2 separate regions of the Pan troglodytes genome follow, and region 2 is linked to region 1. Evidence: chromatin contacts called from public Hi-C data. All regions are on one chromosome and are shown on one strand. The core of a region is the stretch at or near the end of the contact, and the rest is flanking DNA. Distances in the headings are between cores, read along the strand shown.

What was found. A called contact is a pair of places that touch in the nucleus more often than the background predicts.
Region 2: a Hi-C map of stem cell-derived neural progenitor cells shows a contact between it and region 1, with 4 times the contacts expected there. The contact joins the promoter of MID1 here to the enhancer-like site in region 1. A contact is called at or near these places in 1 of 7 Hi-C or Micro-C datasets (stem cell-derived neural progenitor cells), 1 of 1 datasets of contacts at active chromatin or transcription factors (stem cell-derived excitatory neurons) and 1 of 1 other capture datasets (stem cell-derived neural stem cells).

What each region holds. Positions count from the first base shown.
Region 1 is chrX:11,206,100-11,209,206 of NHGRI_mPanTro3-v2.0_pri, reverse strand. All of the region lies in intron 3 of MID1 (midline 1), which reads left to right. Among named protein-coding and RNA genes, the nearest start is that of CLCN4, 460 kb to the right of the region's middle. Within about 2 kb of position 1,571, at least 2 of the 24 cell types and tissues checked have an H3K27ac peak or open chromatin away from gene starts, as enhancers often do. A contact at or near this core is called in stem cell-derived neural progenitor cells, where this site is marked.
Region 2 is chrX:11,699,025-11,702,060 of NHGRI_mPanTro3-v2.0_pri, reverse strand. It overlaps MID1 (midline 1), which reads left to right and starts at 1,689. Exons shown (of 12, transcript XM_063804568.1): 1 at 1,689-1,984. HCCS (holocytochrome c synthase) reads right to left here and starts at 1,585. Exons shown (of 7, transcript XM_016942741.3): 1 at 1,341-1,585; 2 at 699-840. The coding sequence starts at 798.

The DNA.
Region 1 (3,107 bases), core at 322-2,821:
TGGTGTGGCAGCCCAGAAGAGACCCCTGCCTGCCACTGATAGCCAGAAATTCTGGGTAGCCAGAAATTGCCCGCAGAATTAGAAGGCTGTTTGCCTAGCTATAAGATTCAGAGGGGTTTGGGCTTCTGCCAGGTTGGCAGAAAAGGAACACTCCTGAAGCCACCACTTCAGGTCTAGAAGGATAGTATTCTTTGAGGGTTCCTAAGGCCACGGCTGAGTTAGGCCAAAGAAAAGTGTAAATCTGATTCACCTTGATCAGGAAGTAATTTTAAAATATGTGCCAACTTGTCTCTGCCCTCTGATCATAAACGGGAAACTTTTATGAACCTTCCTTGAGAAGGAATTTGCTCTGTTCCCAGGCAAAAGGAAAAGCATGGCCACCTGTTCTAGAAGCCTGGCCAAAAACAACAGGTTTGCCTGTGGCATTCCCGCAACTGCATATATCCTCCCCACATGGCAAGCCACCCATTGTCCCTACACACAAGAAGAACAAATAGTTCATTCTTGAGCTGGGGGAAAAATCAGATTCTCTAGGCAAAATTGCCTACTAGACATATTTTGTGTTTTTAACTCCTGATAACTTTAGAAAAAAAACTCTAAGGGAAGAAGGTGCATGATGTATTTCTGATCTACTAAAACAAAGTAAGTCTCGTAGCTGCTAAATTCTTGCAAGGCCAGGATGCTGCTTTTTCAAGGAAGCCGTGAATCTGTTTGGTTAGCCCGTTCTGCATTCTTTAGATTGGAATTAAAATGCCCAAGGACATCTGGCTTAATAATGAAAGTCTTCGTATTAATCTTTCCTCTGAGGATTAGAAAGTCCTTTACAAACACGATCTATTTATTCTCTGCCACATCCCCAGGAGAGAACGAGGTGGCAATTTGATCCTCATTGAACAAATGGTGAGACGAAGGCAGAGAAAGGTTAAATATAAAGAGACACAGCAAGTTAGGGGCAAGTCTGGGGATGAATACTCACCCACCCAGAAAGACTACCTGTGCAGGTTTAGGATGTCAAATGGCATTCTAGGGATTAAAACAGAATCTCTCTTACGGCATTCTTTTTCTTATCATTCTGTAACTGGCAAGTATATTGTGTCCCAAGTATGTTGTATGGTTTCCTTCATTTGAAAGTCCAGACTCTTAACAGTTCAAAAGGCAGTTCTGTTCTCATTTCTCCCAACATTGAGATCAGGCAGCTTTTATGAAATCTAATAGAAAGATACAGTAACTAACTGGAATTTTAAATATGCATCTGAGAAATGTTCCCTTTCAACAGATGTTTTAAGTTTTTGCGCATGGTTTATAGAGCTCAGTGTCTTCAACATATGTTAAAATTTTAATTTCTTCTCTGCTATCTCTCTTTCAGCAAATGTTATAAGACTTGCTGTCAGTTTAAAGATCCTTGTTGGTCATTTTGAAATAATTTTTTTGAGTCATGTTTTTAGTTCGCTTGGCTGTAGACCGCATAGGCTACAAGCAAATCCGTTAATTGGTAGTTGCATGTTATCCACAGACATTCCAGCAAGTTTTAAGGCTAAGTGCATATGTGGATGTCTCCTGGCTTTGATCGTTTGTGTGGTAAATAGACATCCAAGGTAGCTATGGCAACCTGGGCTGTGCGTTGGTGAAAGGGGGGGATTTAGTTACTGGACAAAGAGTAATTTGTTTGATTAGAAAAAGGTAGGGGCAAATCAGGACATTTTTAACCCACATGACTTGAGGATCCCAGTTCAATCAAATCATTTGGATTTTTCTCAATAGGCAAAAAGAAGTAATGGCTAAGCGCACCAGAGTATCTTGCAGACGTAATTTAATTCTTTTTAAACAAGTGGTTGCTACTTTCCAAAAGCAATTTATACAATGAAAAGGAAGTACAATATATCATATAAATATCATCAATATCCCTATTGTACTAAGTATGAACGTTTTTATTTTCAGAACTTGATGGGACTTTGAAAGACCAGGATCTGATTAGAGGTGTGCATTTCAGTTATCTACCTGCAGGGGTCAGGCTTGAAGTTCCCGTGGTCGGAAGATCAGGCAGCGGACTTCACTGCAGGGAGCCCGAGGCAGAGTCAGAGAGAATTGCTCTGCTTATTTGGAACAATTAGTTAGCGATTCTTTAATCTTGTGACCAAAGCTACTATGAAAATGAGTTCATTCAAGGAAGAGAATATCAAATACGCTGTGATTAAAGAAAGGGCGATAAAGCCAGGTCAAACAGCAATCTAATCTCCGTTTACATGTAAGGCAGTTTATCGGGAAGATTCTGGCTCATTATCAACTCCTTTGATTTCACACAAAAGTGAGCTCAGCGGTTTTGTTTTAGAAACTTGTTTGCCCAGTTTTATGAGCTGGCATGTTATAAAAATTTCTTTAAACTAAAAAGGACACAATATTAGGGAGCCATCTGGATCCGAAATATTTTTCCCCCTCTGGAGGAAAATATTCCATTGACACAAGATCAGGATGGTTAATGGCCTCCAGGAGGTCAGGTGATAGTAGGAGCACAGAAAATTGAGGCGCAGAACAAAATGCCAAGAGGGGACTTTCCTGAAAAAACAAACCAGACCAAAAAAAATAACTTACCTGCTTTGCGCTATGAAAGAGAGGTTCTGAGTAAACATGGAAGAGGTGCTGATCATTTGTAGTACAAGTGGATGTTGAAGGTCTTATATTCAGTCCAGTGTTTATGATGAATATAATATAAAGGCTGTCCTTCCTTTCTTATATCATTCAATGACATTTACTGAGCACTCACAGAATTAATATATTCTGCCACATTATACGTGATTATTAATGTGCCAGGGCACTTTCTGGGTTCCAAATATGACTTTGGTAAGGCCCCTGCCCTCAAAGAACTTTTGATCTGGTGTACAATTTATTGTACCAGTAGCATAATGTAGGTTTTTCCATGGTCAAAATGGCTGCTCATTAATATCTATATTTGTATGGGTAGGGATCCACTTGAAAAACTGATGGTATCCAAAACCTTACTGAACTTAGGAGACTTGAGAAGTGATTTGTAATTGTGAAATTTAGTTGATTTTTAGCCCACATGTCCATTTGTAGAAATTTATGACTTCTTACATAAAGCAGATTTCTCA
Region 2 (3,036 bases), core at 440-2,939, 490 kb before region 1:
CTTTCCTCTCAGTTGTGACAACCAAAAATGCCTCCAGATATTGGCAAATGTCCCCTGTGGGAAGGGGGGATTGCCCCCCTCCAGTTAAGAACCACTGATGTAGGCACAAGTAAACTTTGGGAAGTTGGGGCTGGTTTAGAGTACTCACTACGTTCTCATGTACTACCTCAATCATCATGACAGGCCTGTGAAACATTATTATATCTTTATCTTACAGATGACAGACTGAGGCTAACAGAGTTAACTTGTTTAGAGTCACAAACCTCAATAAGACGCAAAATAACGACCAGACCCAGGGTGCCTGACTCCCATGCCTACCAGCCTCAGCAGCATACTACTACACTGCCTCTTCCTTTAGAGCCTTTCAAGACTTTTTTTAAGACACAGTCTCACTCTGTCACCCAGGCCGGAGTGCAGTGGCACAATCTTGGCTCACTGCAACCTTGGCCTCCCAGGCGATCCTACCCACCTCAGCCTCCAAAGTAGCTGGTACTACGGGCACCCACCAGCACGTCTGGCTAATGTTTGTATTTTTTTGTAGAGGGAGGTTTTTGCCATGTTGCCCAGGCTGGTCTCGAAGTCCTGAGCTCAAGCAATCCACCCACCTCGGCCTCCCAAAGTGCTGTCACAGGCGTGAACCACCGCACCCAGCCGTGAATTATCTTTTGTTTTTATTTTCTAGGCAAAGGGCCGATTACCTTTCATTTTCCCTTCATGCATCGGGCATCCTGAAGGTGGGGACGCTGAAGCATTTGAGGCCTGAACTGCAACAGCAGGAGCAGATGGAGACAAACCCATGGCTGGAAACAGTGTTGACTGTAAACAATTTTAAATTTCCACCTGCCAAAACAAAGAGACAGATTAATGTCTCTGGACTCAGACTATTCTCTCGTTAGTCTTAATCTGGTCAACCCTTGTTCCTCCTCTTTGTCATCCCATGGGCATCTACCAGGCAGGGTACTAACTTCGACGGACAGCTTTAATATATTGCCCCCTTAGGGAAATACTGTGAAACCCAGGCCAACCTCTGGGGGCACGTATGTATCTAAGGCAGTGAGGATTTTGGGACTGAGGTGAGGCAGTCGCTGAGAAACCACGTCACAGCCAGGAGGTACAGGCCTGAGGCGGGGGTGGGGCGAGGATTTCCTAGGAGTGGTGACCCGGGTGGAGGAGGGGAGGTCCATTGAGCCTAGACTTGACCCCCATCCCCAGAGCCTTAGCGAGGGTCTGGGGGTCCGGGAAGGGTGCGGCGCATGAATAGGAATTCGAAGAAACGAAGGGACACCAGAGGTCGAGAAGCTGCCAAGTGTCTTCCCCACACCGTCCCGGCGCTTGCCCACCTGCTCCAGCCCGTGGTCCCCAGACCAAACCGGCCGCGGTCAGCCTGCCCTTTTGCACCTAAGCCCTCCCCCGGGCTGTTCCGGGAAGCCGGTACCGCCTTCAGTCGCCAACCCGAACCCAGAGCAGCAGTGACTTCACGCCGCCGCCGCCGCCGCCGCCGCCTTCCTCTCACTCAGTCACCGCTGTGGCTGCGGTCACCGCCGGCGTTCTCACGCACCCCTACTTCCTTTTTAGAAGGCGGGACTTCCGGGCACGCGGGAGGCGGGCTGAAGAGTAATATTTTCCGTCAATCACGGAGAGCGGGTTCCGTCCCCTCCTCGCCTCGGCCTGTAACTGCTGCGGGGGCCGCTTTCTGGGCCCGCCCCTCCAGGCCAGGAGCCTTTTTCAAAATGCCGGCGGTGGCAGGGAAGGTTGTTTGCTCCAGAGGCTTCCCTAGAGTGAAGAGCTCTACTATGTATGCTTTATGCGGCAGAAGGAGTGCTTTGGAGGAGTTTTTAAATTTCTGTTTTTTTTTTAAATCTTATCTCATCGGTTTTAATTGTAGCAATGATTCAAGAAACGTTAGTAGGTGCCCATAACTTTGGTGGTGGAGATCCAAAAGTGAACAAGACAGTGTTCTGGCTGCTAAATTCTTCTTAACTGGGTATGTGATTTTGAATGTCTGTATTTTCATTTACCTCCAACAGAAATTTAGCATTTTCTTCCATCAGGGATGTAGGCAATAAATCCTAGTACTCTTAGCTGTATGTGGCACTAATACACATTACAGATAAATTATGTCACTTATGGTTGTTGTGCCTGTCTCAAAATATCATCCATCCACTACTTTGAAATTAAGGTAATTTGATCTTGTTACTTAAAGTGTTAATAAAGAAACATATATCTTTCTATATAACTATAGTGGCTCTGTGAAATACGTCCAGATGTCCCCTGGTGCAGAAAGTGTTGGGGGCTCACAGCTTTCAGCTGAGTCTCCAGGAATTGTCCTCTGCCTAAGAGAATTGCCTCACACAAAATCACTTTCCCTCCTTGGGGACGATCTGCATCCTATGAGGGTCTCTGCAAGGGCACATAAGTCCAGGCCCCTAGCCCCAAAGGGGACAACTCAGAAGGGCCATCCCAGCATCAGAACTGCCTACAGGATAGCCCAAGGATTCCATTTCAACTATCACAGCTCAACTTCTCTCTTTACCCACAATTCTTTTGTCCCTCCCACAATTCCTTTTCACTCCCGCAATTCTGTTTTGTTACCCACAGTTCTGTCTCCCACAATTCTCAGTTCTTTCCACAATCTTCTGTCTCTCCCACAATTCCTTATTTCTCCCACAATCCCATGTCACTCCCAAAATTCTATTCCTTCCCACAATTCATTTTTCTGTCCCACAATTCCTTGTCTTGCTCACAATTCTCTTGTTTCTCCCATGATTCCTTGTGTCTCCCACAATTCACTTTTCTGTCCCACAATTCCCTGTCTTGCCCATAATTCTGTTGTTTTTCCCAAAATTTGCTGGGTTTCCCAGCAAGCCTTTATTCTTTCCTACAAATTCTTGTATCTCTCAAAATTCTGTTTCCCACAGTTCCATTCCTCCCACAGTTCTCTGTCTTTTCCATCATTCCCTATGACTCTGTCTGTCACAATTCCTCAAAATTATTCATTTCCACAATGTTCTGTTCATTCACAATACTCTGTTCTTA